2 separate regions of the Sus scrofa genome follow, and region 1 is linked to region 2. The links are chromatin contacts, called in public Hi-C maps. All regions are on one chromosome and are shown on one strand. The core of a region is the stretch at or near the end of the contact, and the rest is flanking DNA. Distances in the headings are between cores, read along the strand shown. Region 1 has its middle 95 kb from the start of SWAP70. Region 2 has its middle 68 kb from the start of AMPD3.

Region 1 (3,589 bases), core at 450-2,949, 560 kb before region 2:
AAGGGCCTGGGACAGCCACCTCCCAGGAGACCCCCAAGGACCCCCCAGACTCTGCTTTCCCCTCAGGGATCTTGTGGCTTCCTTGGTGGCCATTATAGCTTTTCTGCTGTGGTGGCCAGAGCTGTTCTCCACTCTAGGGCTCTGGCTTCTGCCCCCATGGTCACATGTGGTGGTCTTGCAGATTCCACCTCAACATCAGTCGGGGGTGCCTCCTACTGGTGCTTCAGGTCTGATGAACTCTCCCAACGGCTTAGCCCAGGGCTTGGGAAGGGCAGGAGGCCTCCTCACAGCTGTAAGTCTTTAGTAAACGCTGGCTTGTTAGTGACACCTTTCTGAAATAAATCCCTGTTCTCAAATATATCCCTAGTCAACCCCCCAGGCACCATCAGAGACTGACTGAGCAGCCCACAGCTTTCCTCTTCCAGGCATTTAGCCCACCCTAGCCAGAGACTGAAGACATGTTTCCCTTTCTTTCTCCTTTTTTTTTTTTTTTTTTTTTTTGTTCCTTTCAGGGCTGCACTAGCAGCCTATGGAGGATCCCAGGCTACAGGTTGAATCGGAGCTGTAGCCACTGGCCTACACCACAGCCACAGCAAAGTTAGATCTGAGCTGAGTCTGTGCCCTACACCACAGCTCATGGTGATGCCGGATCTTTAACCCACTGAGCAAGGCCAGGGATTGAACCCGCAACCTCATGGATGCTAGTCAGATTTGCTTCTGCTGACCCACCACAGGCACTCCTCCCTTTCTTCTTAAAGTTAATCCCAGCATATGTGGAGGGTAGACCAGCAACCCCAATGCAACAAGTCCTTGTCTCCTTTCTTCCAGTCAACCCTGGAAGACCTCATGTAAATGAAGATACTAGAAAACCCAGGACTTCCAGAATTCCCACAGACTCCATGTGATTTTAAAAAAGAAGTGATGTTTGTGGGGGGTTTTCTTATCGCAAATACCTACCCAATGTGGAAAAATGGAGGAAAAGCAGGAATGCAAGGAGAAAAAAAAAAAAAAAATCCTGAGCTGTAACCTCCCCGCCGGGCCAGGTCCTTGAGCAGCCCAGACCCAGGAGGCCCCCCTTTGGGCATGCCCTCGTGCCAGGAGCAGCGACGGCGAGGCCGCCAGGGGGCAGGCGTGTGCCGCGGACCCAGGCGAGGCGGTCTCCAGCCAGCGGTCCTGGTGGGCGGGGAAGGGTCGTTGCCTAGGTTGCATCCTCTTGCACCGGCTGGAGAGGGGGCAGCGGGTCGTCCTGCTGAGGGCGGAAGGAAGCCCCCAAGCTGGGGCTCACCCGTGCACTGCCGCCCACTCATTTTATCTCCAGCCACCGGGAACCTTGGCGCTGCTTTCCTGTTTTACTGATGAGGAAGGTGAGGCCGGGAGAGTGGAGAGTAGGCAGTTGCCCAAGGGGACACAGGTCACGAAGCATCTAGGACGAAACCCAGATGTCCCGACTAGTCATTCCCAGCTCACACATGTGCGGGCAAGTACAGGCCGGCCTGGGGCCATGGGGGGCGAGGGTGGGAAGCCCTCTGTTCCTCCTTAGCTCCTGGGGGTTTCCTCGTGGGGCCCTTGCTGGCGCCAGGAGGCGGGTTGGCCGTGGCCCGCCCCTCCCCCGCTCCCCTTCCCCCGGAGGGGTTGGTGCGCACAGCCTGAGCCCTGTTTCTGTAAGTGCCTTGGAAAGGGGCGGCCCTCTGCCCTCTGCGGACTCGCTCGGCTGGAGGCTGCGGGTTGGGGCGAGAGTGGGTGAGGAGGGAGGAGGAGCAGCCAACAAGCAGGGGCCTGTTTCCTGCTTGGCCTGACCCCAGCCGTCCCCGGGGAGGCCCCAGCAAACTGAGCAAGGTCATCCGGGGCGAAATTCCAGCCTGAGCCCTGAGCAGTAACTTCGTTTTCCAGATAAGGCTCAAAAAGGGGACACGGAGTGTCCTCCCCACACCCCCTCTCTGTCAGCACCTCTGCTCTTGTGAAGCCTCCGCTGCAGACAGACAGCCTGGAGAAGAGACAAAGATAGACCCTGGGACAGATAAGGAGACAGGCATAGATGGGGCAAGAAACACCGAAGGGGAGATGGGGGCGGGGACGGGGCGGGCGGGGACGGGGCAGGGCAGCAGACCGGGCTGGAGCCCAGGAGGTCAGCAGAGGTTCCCGGTTGTGCTTGCTGAGGCTACGGGCTGGGCTCACATGTTGGAGAACGAGGCAATCATGGTGGAAACAGAAGGGTTTTTGTGCGGTAGGAAAATGGGTGGGACTGGCAGCCTTGCCGCGCTGGGTACAAGGCTTGTACCCAATGTGTGCCAACCTGGGACTGGTGGAGATGACAGAGGAGTCAATATGAGGCGCGACCTCCCAGCCTCCAGGAAACCAGGCCAGAGGGGTTGAGATTGGGGAAGGGGAGGGGGAGGCCCTACTTGCAGTGGAGGTGCAGGCGGGGCGGGGGGAGCGGCAGGGGCAGACAGGGCTGCAATCAGGCTGCTGAGTCTCCTGCTCAGGACCTCTTCCCCACACACTCTGTAGAATATTTGCACCCAACACTGGCTGTTTGGCTTGGCAAGTGAGCAAGGCTATAAAGTCACAGCTGGCCTGCGGGCGCCCAGTCACCAGATGCAGCTGAGTCAGTCCCAACCACTTCCCCCACCCCCTGGGGGCAAGCGCCACTGCTGGTGCCTGCACACAGGCACATCCACACAGGTACGCACCGACGCCGTGTGGCTGAGTCACAGCTGCCTCCTCAGAGAGCACGTGCCTGCTCGCACACAGGTACCCACAGACCCACACGCACCTAATCCTGAGTCACCAGCACCATTGGACCGAGAGCGAGGGCCCCCCAGAGTATGTTCTGCCTTTCCTACTTAGACACGGATATCATACAAGCACGTGGACGTGCCCCCCCCCCATATGTCGGGGGTGGAGGTGTCAATCCAGTTGTTTTGAAGACTAGAGCAATGAGTGACCAAATTCATGAATGAGCAAACAAGTGAAAATATGAGTGACACCCACCCTGCTTGGAGACTCGGTAAAATTGGTTGGGGCAGCAGCATTGCAGGGTGGGTCCCAAGTCTGTGTCTGCAGGGAGTTGTCTTGCTCCAAATATAGCCTCCGTGGGCGGGCAGGGAGCCAGGGCTGCCTCCCAGACCGTGACTTCACTGGGCCCAGGGCCCAGCCTCGGAGGAGCTGGAGAAAATTAACAGAAGAGGCCCCAGCTTTCCGCAGCCAGGGCTGAAGTGTGAGGCGAGAGCTGGTGGGTGGCTCTGTTCTCTGGAAATGTCCAAGGCTTGAGCTGTGGGACAAGGGGGCTCTCAGATGGGCCTGGAAGGGATGGATTCTGGGTTGGACCCACAGGAACTACCTGTCTGGGACATCGTGGAAAAAATATGCAGGAGGCGCAGCCCCACTTTGGAACAGGGACGAGCACAATGCCTGGGACCAGCTGGTTGGTGCCAAACCAAGGCTGGGGACAGGTCCCCCACCTGGGCAGGCCTGTGTGCAGGGCCGTTCCTCATCTCCAACTTGACTCATCCTTTTCTCTGGCTGCTCTGGTACCCTGTTCATCATCTAGAATATTGCAATATCACCCCAACTGGTGGTCTTTCTGCCT
Region 2 (3,455 bases), core at 663-3,162:
CGGATCCGTTAACCACTGAACCACGATGGGAGCTCCAAAATGCCCTTTATCATGGTCTGTGGTCTCCAGATTCTTGCTTGATTCCCCTCTCTCTGGAAATCTCCCAGATAAATCACAGCTAGTCATATCCGCGCACCTCTCCCCAGAATAGCCAGCATGAGGGCAGAGTTAGAAGGTCCCTGGGAGAGCGTCCAGGAAGCCTTTGTGTTACAGATAGAAAAACAAAACCCCTGTGAGGAGAAGGGACTTGCCCAAGGTCATGGTTTTGAATCAGGGCCAGAAGTCAGCTCTCTGGGCCTCCCAGGGCCTCCCGGGCTCAGAAAGCTGGCCTGGTGACCTCCTTCTTCATTCTGCTCGGGGTTTTGAAAGGGCCTTTCTCTGGTCCTCACCTTTCAGGTTTCACTTCCGGAGAGGCCGATTGGTGGCTTGGTCAGGGCCCAGTGTGTCTGTTCTAGGGGAGGACTAGTGCTCAGGGTCCAAGGAAAAGATACGGCTCAAGGCTGTGGAAACCATAGCCAGGAGCCCTCTTGACATTCTCTCCATGTAATGCCTTCTGTCAGATAGTAGTTTGACAGTGAACCCAGTGAACAAATAGTGTCCTGCTGGAATTCACCCTGAACGTGAACTTTGCAAAGTGTTCACGGCCATCGAAACTCTCCGCCTACACCATCTAACTGTCTTCTGGCAGGAGGACTGTTATGTTTTTGTGGCTTCGTGGTAATGTTTTTCTCATCAGCAGAGGCTGATTCCTGACTGAGCCCTGACCAAGGCCACCGGCTGCGTGCCATGCTGAGTTCTGCAGGGAAGAAGGTGGTCACGCTGTGTCACGAAGCTGTTTTCCAGGCCCTGCTCCCTTGATCCCCCGTGACACCCCGGGTGATAGGCAGGGGAGTCCTTATTAGTCCCTAGTTTATAGAAGACACTATGGCCCAGAGAGGATGAGTGATTAGCCCAAGGTCACACAGCTAGTAAGTTATGGAGATGGAGAAAGTTTTCAAATTCCAGCTCTGCTACTGACCTTGAAGAGCATTTCAACCTAGGGTCTGTTATTCACTGGTTATGAGATCTTTAGCATTACTTAGCAACTCTGCCTCAGTTTCCTCACTTTTCTTTTCTTTTTTTTTTTTTGCTCCTTAGGATCACACCCACCGCATATGGTAGTTCACAGGCTAGGGGTCAAATTGGAGCTACAGCTGCCAGCCTATGCGACAGCCACAGAAATGCCAGATCCGAGCCGCATCTGCGACCTACACCACACCTCACAGCAACCCCAGATTGCTGACCCATTGAGTGAGGCCAGCGATCAAACCCGCATCCTCATGGATACTAGTTGGATTCACTTCCGCTGTGCCATAACAGGAACTCCCAGTTTCCTCACTTTTAAAGTTAAGAAAGAATACAGAACAACCTTCATCAGAATGTGAGGAGATTGAAAGAGCCAATACATGAGAAGTTCTTAACCCTGTACTTAGCGGTCAGTAAATGCTGGATAATGTTAGAGATGGTTAATATTTTCAAGACCCTCTCTGCTCTGAGACAGGACAAGTCTTCTCTGAGCTCCCGATGGGGATTCCTCCAGACAAAGCCATAGTTTGCAAAAGACTTAGAGGTAATCCAGTTTGACCCTGTATTTACTTTTATTATTATTTAAAAAAATCTGACTTTTGAATATAATCACATATCATTACTCTTGTGATACAGAGTAATTGGGCACAGAAGGTCAGTGGTTCACGTAAATGGTTGAAGTTATTATTGAACTGATGTAGGCAAATAAAAAAAATTTAATTTTTCTCTTTTATGGTCATTTTTTGTTGTCTGTAGTAGAAATCCATGTCATCACATTGCTCCATTACATGCACCATTTAATCCTGATAGTATGCACTGACAATGACTCACATTAAGAGGCAAAAATAGAAAAAGAAAACAGTATTACTCATAATATTCGGGAAGTGGGAGGAGGGGGAGTGAGAGGAAGCATAAGGGTGTTAATTTCCTTACCTCTCATAGCCTCCAGTCAATTGATACGGTCTAAAATGGACTGTATTTTAAAAAAACACATAGTGATTCCAGTCTCTTAATATGTTTCATAATATGTTTTCTTAACCTTAGAGGTATCTTTGAGAAATAATATCTCTTGCGGAGAATAAACAAAGTTAAGCAATTCCATTAGCTTTACTTCAGTGTTTTATACCTTTGACCAAGCAGTATGTGGAGAGTGATCCCTTTTTTTCCTTTTCTTTTTAGGGCTGCACCCTCTGCATATGCAGTTTCCTAAGCTAGGAGTCGAATCTGATCCAAAGCTGCCGGCCTACGCCACAGCCATAGCAACACGGGATCCAAGCCGCACCTGCGACCTACACCACAGCCCGTGGCAATGCTGGATCTTTGACTCACTGAGCGAGGCCAGGTATGGAACCTCCATCTTCATGGATTCTAGTAGGGTTTGTTTCTGCAGCACCACGAAGGGAACTCCAAGAGTGATCTCTTTTTAACTATTTCTTCATATCCATCCACCTATCCATCCATTCATCCATCTGTCCTTTTGTGCATCTGTCCATCCAGCCACTCTCCCTTTTTAGTTACCTTCCTATCTATCCTTCTCAATGCACATATAAACAGAGAAATATCTGCAGTGGTGTTTATTTGTGTTAGCCATGATTATTTTTATTATTTGGAGGTTATGGAATTTTGAAAAAAATTTTTTTTGGTCTTTTATGTCTTTTCTAGGGCGGCACCAGTGGCATATGGAGGTTCCCAGGCTAGGGGCCAAATCTGAGCTGCAGTTACTGGCCTACGCCACAGCTACAGCCATGTGGGATCCGAGCCACATCTGCAACCTATACAACAGCTCACGGCAATGCCAGATCGTTAACCCACTGAGAGAGGCCAGGGATTGAACCTGCAACCTTATGGTTCCTAGTTGGATTTGTTAACCGCTGAGCCATGATGGGAACCCCAGATTTTGAAGATTTTTGACTAACTTCTTTGTGCTTTTCACTGTTGTTTGAATTGGTTATAATAAATATATATCTGCCATATTTCTAATAACATTTCAGCTTTAAAACAAACAAACAAATAAATAAATAAATATCTGCCATTTGCAGCAACATGGATGGATCTAGAGATTGTCATACCATGTGAAGTAAGTCCGACTGAAAGACAAGTATGATATCACTTATATGTGTGGTCTAAAATATGATACACATGAGCTTATTTACAAGATGGAAATAAACTCACAGGCATAAAGGATATATATATATATCCACACACATATATATATCTGAATCACTTTGCTGTATACCTGAAACATTGTAAATCAACTATACTTCAATAAAGAAGATACAACAAATGAAAATTATCATTTTTATAAAAATAAAGGATTATCTTTAAAAAGAGGATTTCGAAGTTCCCATTGTGGCCCAGTGGAAACAAATCTGATAGCATCCATGAGGACG

The links. Hi-C and Micro-C count contacts between places; a contact is called where the count stands out from the background.
Region 1: a Hi-C map of embryonic fibroblasts shows a contact between it and region 2, with 3 times the contacts expected there. The contact joins two enhancer-like sites. A contact is called at or near these places in 2 of 47 Hi-C or Micro-C datasets (embryonic fibroblasts and skeletal muscle) and 1 of 2 datasets of contacts at active chromatin or transcription factors (skeletal muscle).

Annotation. Positions count from the first base shown.
Region 1 is chr2:49,708,266-49,711,854 of Sscrofa11.1, reverse strand. No RefSeq gene overlaps it. Among named protein-coding and RNA genes, the nearest start is that of SWAP70, 95 kb to the left of the region's middle. Within about 2 kb of position 1,699, at least 47 of the 83 cell types and tissues checked have an H3K27ac peak or open chromatin away from gene starts, as enhancers often do. A contact at or near this core is called in embryonic fibroblasts, where this site is marked.
Region 2 is chr2:49,151,333-49,154,787 of Sscrofa11.1, reverse strand. No RefSeq gene overlaps it. Among named protein-coding and RNA genes, the nearest start is that of AMPD3, 68 kb to the right of the region's middle. Within about 2 kb of position 1,912, at least 8 of the 83 cell types and tissues checked have an H3K27ac peak or open chromatin away from gene starts, as enhancers often do. A contact at or near this core is called in embryonic fibroblasts, where this site is marked.